Linked DNA regions of Macaca mulatta: region 1 is linked to region 2. The links are chromatin contacts, called in public Micro-C maps. All regions are on one chromosome and are shown on one strand. Each heading gives the region's core, a stretch centred on a gene start, on an enhancer-like site or on the middle of the called end of the contact. The rest is flanking DNA. Distances are from core to core; before and after follow the strand shown.

Region 1 (4,055 bases), core at 945-3,444, 89 kb after region 2:
GGAAGGTTCCAGGCGAGAGGAAGGGATATCTTGGGGGACAAAAGGAATGTGTAGGTGGGAAGAAGGCAGAAAGTCTTTCTTCATTTTTCATTGTTGGAAAATGATCTGGACAGAGAGCAATTCGAATCATAGGGAGGGTTGGGCAGGAAGTGATGGGGGAGGGAATAACAGACAGAAATGACATGAACAACTTAGGGAGACAGGTCAGAAAACATCTAATCAAGGCACATAGCAGAAATAGTGAAGGGAATTGAAACAGTTGTTCTGTATTGCATTGACAGTGTTAAAGTCAAAGTCAGTGCTTTTTAACCTCGTGGGGTGGATGAGGGGGTGCAAGGAGCCTTGTGTGAAGGCTCTGGCTCTGCTTATTGATCTCCCAAATACAATAATACATCCTCACATTCATAAATTTGAGAGCAAGGGGCTCTGATCTTGCGATATACCATCTAGGTCTTTATTGGATCCTGGAACTGATTTTCAGAATCCTTTATTCTTTTGAGTACAATTGTAAAAAAAAAAAAAAAAAAAGCAGAAAAGGGAGAGAGAGAGAGAGAGAAAACAAGGAAGAAAGGAAAAAAGGAAGGGAAGAAGGAAGGAAGGAAAAAAGGAAGAAAGGAAAGAAGGGTTCCATTTATAAACCTCAGAAAAACCAAAAATGAAAGCAAAGCAGAACAAAAAATAGCCAATATGACCCAAGTTACAAATTTACCTGTATCCTTTCAGAGGATAAATCCAAATTCCTGCAAGACAATTAGCCATCTTTCTTTCCATTATTACATTAAGCAAGACAGTTTAAGAGTACACAATAAAGGTGCTTGGCTAAACTCCTTCTCCCTTTATTGACTCTATCACAAGAAGCACATTTAATATAATTTTTACAAATTTTTAAAGAACAAATAGGAAAGAGGAGAAGCTTGTACTTTAGCTACCTTTGTGTATTTGAAAGGAATGCTGTTCAGCGCTTCTTCCTTTTCAAAAAGAAACAGAAGAATCACTACTGTGCATAACTCTCGAGGGCTGCTTCTCTAGTATCAGTCCATTTGAAATAGGAGTTTCACATAATTCAATTTATTAAATCCACATTTCCTGCCAGATTTTGCTTTATGTGCATATGTCCTTTTGTTTCCCGGCTAACATTTCCACATCTCGGAAATCATTCTTTCTACTATAACTGAAGAATATGGATATTAAAATCAGATCAGCAAAAGATTTTTATGGACTTGGAAAGCTGCCCATCAATGCCGTAAAATAAAGCGTGTTATACAGCTGATATCATCGAGTCTATTCTATGTTGTTGTCATATTCCTGGCGGTGGGTGGAGAGTGAGAGTGGAACAATTGGGAGTGGGAAAGAGAATGAAAGGATTTGATCGATTGTGGAATTTTAAAGCGGAGACAATTTACACTAAAGAATTCAAAGACTTCCTAACCTCCAAGACATTTTCCAGTCCAGGTAAACTTTGAATTATAGCTGGAGGTGATGTCCTTGGAGCTGCCTGTGAAAGCTGAAATCACAAAATGCCTGCAGTGTTCCCTTCCTAAACCAACTTTGCCATTTTCTCAGGCTGACACACAAACATGCAAGCGTCCACAGTAATGTGCATGTGTGAGGGATGGGGGAAGGGTGATTGTTGCTTTGTAGTAGCTCCTTTGAAGTGTTTAATTCCTCCCTTGTAATCTCTTCATCAACACACATTTAAAGCATATCAGTTTTAGCTCAGCAATTTCATTCTCAGAGGCTTATGTGGCTCAGGGCCTCTGTCCAGCACCTGGGTGGCACAGTTTGTTTTATCTGCATGCAGAAATGTTAACAGAATTAAATTCTTTCCTTCTTTCTCTCTTTCTTTCTTCTTTCCCCACCTCCCTCGATTTAGGTTAATGAGCCCACGGCAGCAGTTGTGTGTGAGTGAGCGGGCGTGTGCACAGGAGCGCCCTGAGCCTGCCTTTCTAAAATACAGGAAACGCATAGAAGAAAGAAGAGTTCAGCTGGAGCCACGACTTCCCTCTTTGCTTCTTTCCCTCCCCACCCACCGCACCCCCCCACCCCCCACACTCCAGCACCGGCTTTTAATTTTCAAAAGCACTGCAATTGCTTGGTGTGGTTTCAAGAGCTGGGGTGCCATTCTCCCTGATGATGACTCTGCTGACGTCAATGGCATTCTTATCATGCCTAGTGCGACATCAGAAACCAGTCCTCAGAGGCTCCTCTTATTCACAGTGCCTGGGCTCTCAGCAAAATGTGGACCGGATTTCTGAAACGCAAAGGACTGCCCCGTTCCTAACTGGCGCTGCAATCCACCAGATAGTCTCCTTCTGCCGGCAGCTTGCCAGTTAAGACTTTGTTCCTTAGTGTTCTGTCCTGCAAGGACCCCCTGAAGGAGAAGAGAGGGCTAAGTGGATCACAGCGTGTCCTCCGTGTCTGAGCTTTCAGAGCCGTGTGTGTGTGTGTGTGTGTGTGTGTGTGTGTGTGTGTGTGTGTGTCCCTCAACCAAGGTTAGAGACTAGTCGATGCTGCTTCTGATTATTCTTCAGGTTTTACTAAAAGGATTCAGTTTTTGATATAAGGCGATTTCCCCGACACAGTGGCTAAGAGCCTCTTGTGTAAGTTGCTCCTAGCTCACTCTCTGGATGAGAACCAGAGCCCAGGTCCCCACGTGAAACCCATATGCACCCCAGAATGCAGCATGCACCCCTCCTCCTTTTTTTAATAAAGAAAAAAAAAGGAGGTTGGGAGGGGAAGGAAAATAATCATAGCTGAATAATAATAGCAGAATAGGAAAACAGTATCACTAAGAATTAAACATTTCACTCTAAATACTCATTACTTGTTAAGAGATCTGATCTCAAAAGCTGAATTTTCAAGGGAGTCACTACATACTAAACCCAGTATGCATTCCTACCTAGCAGTTTGGGGGTAATTATTATGGCAATGATAAAGCTTTTTCCATTTACAGTGGAGTGTATTATGGTCCAAATCTACCCTAAAGCATTTGGGAAATGTATACAGTTCAAATTAAGATGTTTAGAGTCAAGGTCATTTAGCATGATGATGGAATGATATATGTCTAGTTAGATTTCATCTGCCCAATCTTTGACACAAACACATCAGAATTGTCTTAGTACCCACCAACCAAATAATGATTGTTTCCCTTGAAGATTGCTGAGTGACCCACAGTAAGCTTATTAGGAGATTAGGAGCAACTGTTCCGGAGAGAAGCTGTTTAATAACATAGGAAATGTGCAACATAGTTCCATCTAGAGCTATTTAGAGTCATAACATGGAAGGACAGCAGCTTACACCTGGTTCAACCCTTCTTTTTTTTTTTTTTTTTTTTTTTTTTTGAGACAGAGTCTCGCTCTGTCGCCCAGGCTGGAGTGCAGTGGCGCGATCTCGGCTCACTGCAAGCTCCGCCTCCTGGGTTTACGCCGTTCTCCTGCCTCAGCCTCCTGAGTAGCTGGGACTACAGGCGCCCGCCACCGCGCCCGGCTAATTTTTTGTATTTTTAGTAGAGACGGGGTTTCACCGTGGTCTCGATCTCCTGACCTTGTGATCCGCCCGCCTCGGCCTCCCAAAGTGCTGGGATTACAGGCGTGAGCCACCGCGCCCGGCCCTGGTTCAACCCTTCTACCTTTAAGTGAAGAAACTGATGCCCAAAGGCTGCTTCATGCTTTACTCAAGGTCACCCACCTATTAAGAGGCAGGACTGACAAACTAAAGCTGTCTCTCTCTAAATGGTATGCTTTTCCTACTACGACACTGCTCCTGATGATTCAAAACCTACTGACGGAACCTCAAACCCATTTGCCAAGGGAGTTTCCATTTTCTTTTAAATCTGAGCAATATTTCTTAATTTCTTGATTAAAGTGTTATTTCAGGAATGTTTAGATGAATTACAATGATTTTCTCCTTTGTTTTCAGTGAGTTTCACAACTAGTGTAAAGGTTATTAAGTAGAATGGAACAAAATAATATATGTTGGAATGCATGAAATTCAGATGGTTTTGTTATTTGTTATTTTTTGTAGAGACAGCATCTTCCTATGTTGCCCAGGCTGGT
Region 2 (4,419 bases), core at 473-2,972:
TTTATAAAACTAAGAATTTGTTACCCAAATGAGAACAAAGGTACCTAATGCCACAGCAGGGGGTAAGAGTCCCAGTAAGAGAGCAATAATTGGTCATTCTGATGAGGAGCTGTGCCAAATTTAGAAATGAGGCACAAATGACAAAAAACAGAATTGATCGTCAGTGTGGACATGGGTAGGTCAGTGTGCATATGGGTAGGTTAGTATCTGCTGGCCGTGTCTACAGAGCCCCTTTTATTTATTTGAAGCTAACTTTTCACTTGACAATGCTACCTACAAAAGCACTGTTAATAGATAAGACAATCAAGTGGCTGTTATGCTGTGGCATTTTTGTAAAAACTGCGTGAGAACAGGTGGGATAAAAACCATAGTAAGCTAGAAAAAAAAAGTATCACTCATTGAAAGATATGTGCACACAGATGAACTGTAAGTTAATATAACCTTCTTGACCTTGTAAATAGCCAAAAATACTTAAATATCTTGCAGAGGCAACTATTTGTCACACATTACCAGTCTTCACTGGCTGAATCCTTCAGCCATCTGCACATGACATGCACAGGCAAAGAGCCATTATAAACATATATAATTCCAATTATCTCCTTGCATAACTAAAGACAAAAAGAACAGGAAATCCAAAAAATACAGCAAAACTGAAAACATTATACCTTGCCTTCCGTGCTATTTTAAGGCTGTCCCAGGCTGAAGGTTACTTCTCAGCCCTCAAAACTCCATTAACTGCCAAGACCAGCACCTTAGTACATATGGCACAGATGCCTAGTTGAAGCCTCCTTGTACTAAATGACCTCGAAAAACTGGGCTTTCTCTCCAAGATTAATGGAAACAAAAGTAATGATCATAAGGAACCTTCTAACTCTATTAATGTTTCCTGCGGATGTGTATGGCCAACTGAATATATAAAGGCTCAGTTCTTGCAGGGTACCCTGACAACCAGATGAATTAGGGTGAAAGTTCCAAGTTCGATGAACTCTTCTGAGTTTGAGTGCCCTAGGTGGTGACATTCAAGTGATTTCACAGACATCCACCAATTCTTATTTTAACCGGGAATCCCAAGAACACCTTTAAACATGCAATGCCAATGGACCCTACTGGGTTTCTGCTACAAGGGCACAATGTCACTTAGGAACCCTGTGTCTTGGGAGGTACTTAAACTACGTCAAATTGCTTTTGGAAAATGTTTATCTGGCGTGACTAGGAGAGGCAAGGCATGGAAACAAGAACCTCCCTCTAAGGAGCAGAATAGCCAACATGCAGTAAGCCTAAAAAACCTCTCACTGTATTTCCCGGGGCTATGGGTACTAGCGGGCTCGCCGGCAGGGGAATCAGCAGCCTGGGGGCATCGGTGACAGCAGAACCGGGGCTTACCTTGTTGGAGGCCATCTCACTGACGGAGTGCCTGGTCTGTAGGGTCTCTAACTGGTCCAGACACCAGTCCAGCTCCTCCAGGGTCTCGCTGGCCAGTTTCTGGTAGGCCTCCTCTGCGAAGAGACAGGGAAAGGGGGACTCAGTTCTCAAGCGCTTCACGGGTCCGCTAGTGAGTTCAAAGGGGGCCATCCTGCCATACCCCGCCATGCTCGGATGCCCGGTGCCGGCACATGAGGGCTGCTCCTTCATATTGCCCAGCCCGGCAGTGCAACGGGGGCGGAGGCTCTGCTCGCGGGGCGGCTGGCCTCGGGGAGGCACGGTCTCTCCAGCTTGGCGTGACGGGTCGGCCTCCAAGGAGGGCGTGCAAAGAGCGGCGAGCCAACTTTCACACGGCGACGCGGGCGTAAAAACCACTATGCGACTTTTCAACTGTGCGACGGGCCCAAGTCCCAGTCCAGGAGCCCGACTCTAGCGGATGGCGAGGGGATGGCGCGCGCGCTTAGGTGTCCGCCCCGGAGAGGAGCGTCTGGTCCACAGCCCGATCTCCTAGGTCCCCGGCCCGGAGCCGCGGCCCCACGCCCGCCCCGCCTGCCGAGCCTTCTGCACGGCACTTGAAGCGAATGAATCAGCCGCGGCCGGGTGCGCGGCCACCACGTTTCCTGTTTTCTTTCTCAACTCTTCGGGCGGCAGGCGCAGCGCGGCTCCAACGCCGCAGCTTTCCGGGAACACTCCCCCTCACGCCCCTCTCGGCCCTTAGCGCTGCCTGGCTCCTCCTCAACCCCCTTACGAAAAGATTCCGAATTGCAAAAGCCTGTCCATGCCACCCGCCGTGTCCTTCCCCTCGGGCTCTGCCCCGGGGGCCCCGCCACCTCGCAGTGCCATCCCCCCGGAGCAGCCGGGCGCCACTCGCTTTGAAGTGCAGCCGAGGAGGCGCGGCGCGAGCGTGTGTATCTGTGGGGCTGCTGTGGGACTGTCTGTGCTAGGAGAGCGGCGGAAAACCCGGCGTGGAGCGCCTGCAGCCCTCCGCCCGGGGTCGCGCCCGCTGCGGGGCTTAGGAGGGACCTGCGCGCAGGCGCGCACGGCCGCGCACCTGCCCAGCGGGAACCCCGTGCAGCCCACTGAGCCACTGCCCTCCAGGTTGCCCCGACCGCTGGAGCCTCTGCGTCTCCAGGACCAGCTGCTTCCTGCCAAGTTTCACAAACAAGGTTATTTAGGACCCTCAGTGTTTCTGAGGGTTTAAGGTTTAGGGTTTCTGGGGGTTCGTTTCTAAAGGTTTAGGATTCACCTACTTGAAGGAGGCAGGCTTGTGGGAATACCCGCGTTTCTATTAAGACCACATCCTTTTTCTACGACCAGCCAGTCTCAGTACCAGACTTCTAAATGTTGGGGCAGACAGAAACAAGCAAACAAAATATACAATGTTGCGGGATCGGAACGCTTTATAGTTCACAAATTTGACAATAGGCTGCATTTTCATATGCAGAATTGCCTAAGAGTTATCTTAAAGGAACAGCAATGTGAAAGAAACACATGGTAAGGAGAATTTACGCATGTCCTGCATACTACTCCTTTCCCCTGTGAATTGCACAAGACCTAGATGATCTTGGGCTAAGGAAGAAAATCTGGCATGGTGTTTCTACCCACCATGCGCAGATTACACTACAATTTTGAGAAAACGGAAAGACCACATTCAAAGGCATAGGGAAGTCTGTTCTGTTTACAAAGGCTGACCTAGGGGACCAGAGGCACTCTCGCTAAGCAGACCAGTTGTGGGAGAACTTCTCTACATTGGCATGCAATAAGCAAACCATTCACAGTGGGGAGAAATCAAACTCCCAAGAGTCCATTTTATAAAACTTTGTCATGGTCGAGTGGAAAGAAGATGCTGAGAAACTTACACGAAGTGGTGGGATCCTCTGTCTTTGTCTTTAAAAATCTACAGGTATTGGTGGAGAAGAAATTCTGCCCTTGAAATTTAGACTCCATAAATTATCAGTGGCACAACAAAGAAATTCATCGACTGAATTTAGTCTCCTCGGATTTTTCACATAGCTTTTTATATGAAATTTGTAAAAGTTAGAGCGACTTTTAAAGTATTTGTTACAAGTGCCACGTGGCTTGTTGTTATCAAGAATTCTTGAACTATTTACTGTTCACTTTGAGTACTCTACGTTAAAATTTGCCTCTTTTTTGTTCTACTTCCTCCATCCTGCAGTCTAAAGTGAAGTAAATATATGCTTTAGATGGACAAACAATTGCCTAAACCTTGCCAGGTGAATTAAAATTTCAGATTGAAGCTTTTTTCTTCCCCATTAACAACAGGAACAAGTTAAAGATATTAATAATTTTAAATGGTAAATATAAAATACTTGTTCTGTATAGCTTCCCCAATTCTAAGAATGTAAAAAATATTACATGCTTGTTATAAAAATTGAAGCATTACACACAAATATAGAAAGCCCATTGTAACCCCACACTCTAAAGATCACAAACAATACTTTCGCCTGTGGCTCTAACACAATCATTTTCATTTTACTGAATAATTTCCATATGCAAGTATAGCATCACCTACTTGCCATGGTAGTACATCTACTATATGGTTTGGTTTTGACATTTTCCTCTCTCTCTCATTCCCATAAGATAGGAATGTAGGAAATTTTAAGAGTACATTGACTTTTTTAATGATCATTTGAGCTGTCCATAGTTAGCCTATCCAGTGGATTAAAGATACGTAGCCATTGTATTCAGGGATTTGTTCAGTGCCACCTTTTCAATCATCGGTTACAATGAAGCTGGGAGTCCCCTCCGAGGTTTGGCTTTCTGTGGTTCCTCTCCCCTGCCCTCCAACTTTCTCAAAGCCTGAGCCTCAAGTGATTTCCCAGTAGCTAAGTAAGCTGCCCCCCTGCCCCCAACTTCACCAAGTTCCCAAAGCTCTTCAGAAATCAAAAGTACAAACTCAGGCCTCAAATCTAACAGGATGTGGCCCCACACATTATATTTCAGTTGTTATTTTTTAATGTGGAAAAGTAATTCGGG

What was found. Hi-C and Micro-C count contacts between places; a contact is called where the count stands out from the background.
Region 1: a Micro-C map of CD4 T cells shows a contact between it and region 2, with 6 times the contacts expected there. The contact joins two enhancer-like sites. A contact is called at or near these places in 3 of 14 Hi-C or Micro-C datasets (CD4 T cells, fetal cortex germinal zone and fetal cortical plate).

The regions. Positions count from the first base shown.
Region 1 is chr6:66,958,712-66,962,766 of T2T-MMU8v2.0, forward strand. The region is part of intron 8 of PDE4D (phosphodiesterase 4D); the gene reads right to left. Among named protein-coding and RNA genes, the nearest start is that of RAB3C, 570 kb to the left of the region's middle. Within about 2 kb of position 2,195, at least 37 of the 40 cell types and tissues checked have an H3K27ac peak or open chromatin away from gene starts, as enhancers often do. A contact at or near this core is called in CD4 T cells, where this site is marked.
Region 2 is chr6:66,870,454-66,874,872 of T2T-MMU8v2.0, forward strand. PDE4D (phosphodiesterase 4D) reads right to left here. Exons shown (of 18, transcript XM_078004763.1): 9 at 1,384-1,496. Among named protein-coding and RNA genes, the nearest start is that of RAB3C, 480 kb to the left of the region's middle. Within about 2 kb of position 1,723, at least 23 of the 40 cell types and tissues checked have an H3K27ac peak or open chromatin away from gene starts, as enhancers often do. A contact at or near this core is called in CD4 T cells, where this site is marked.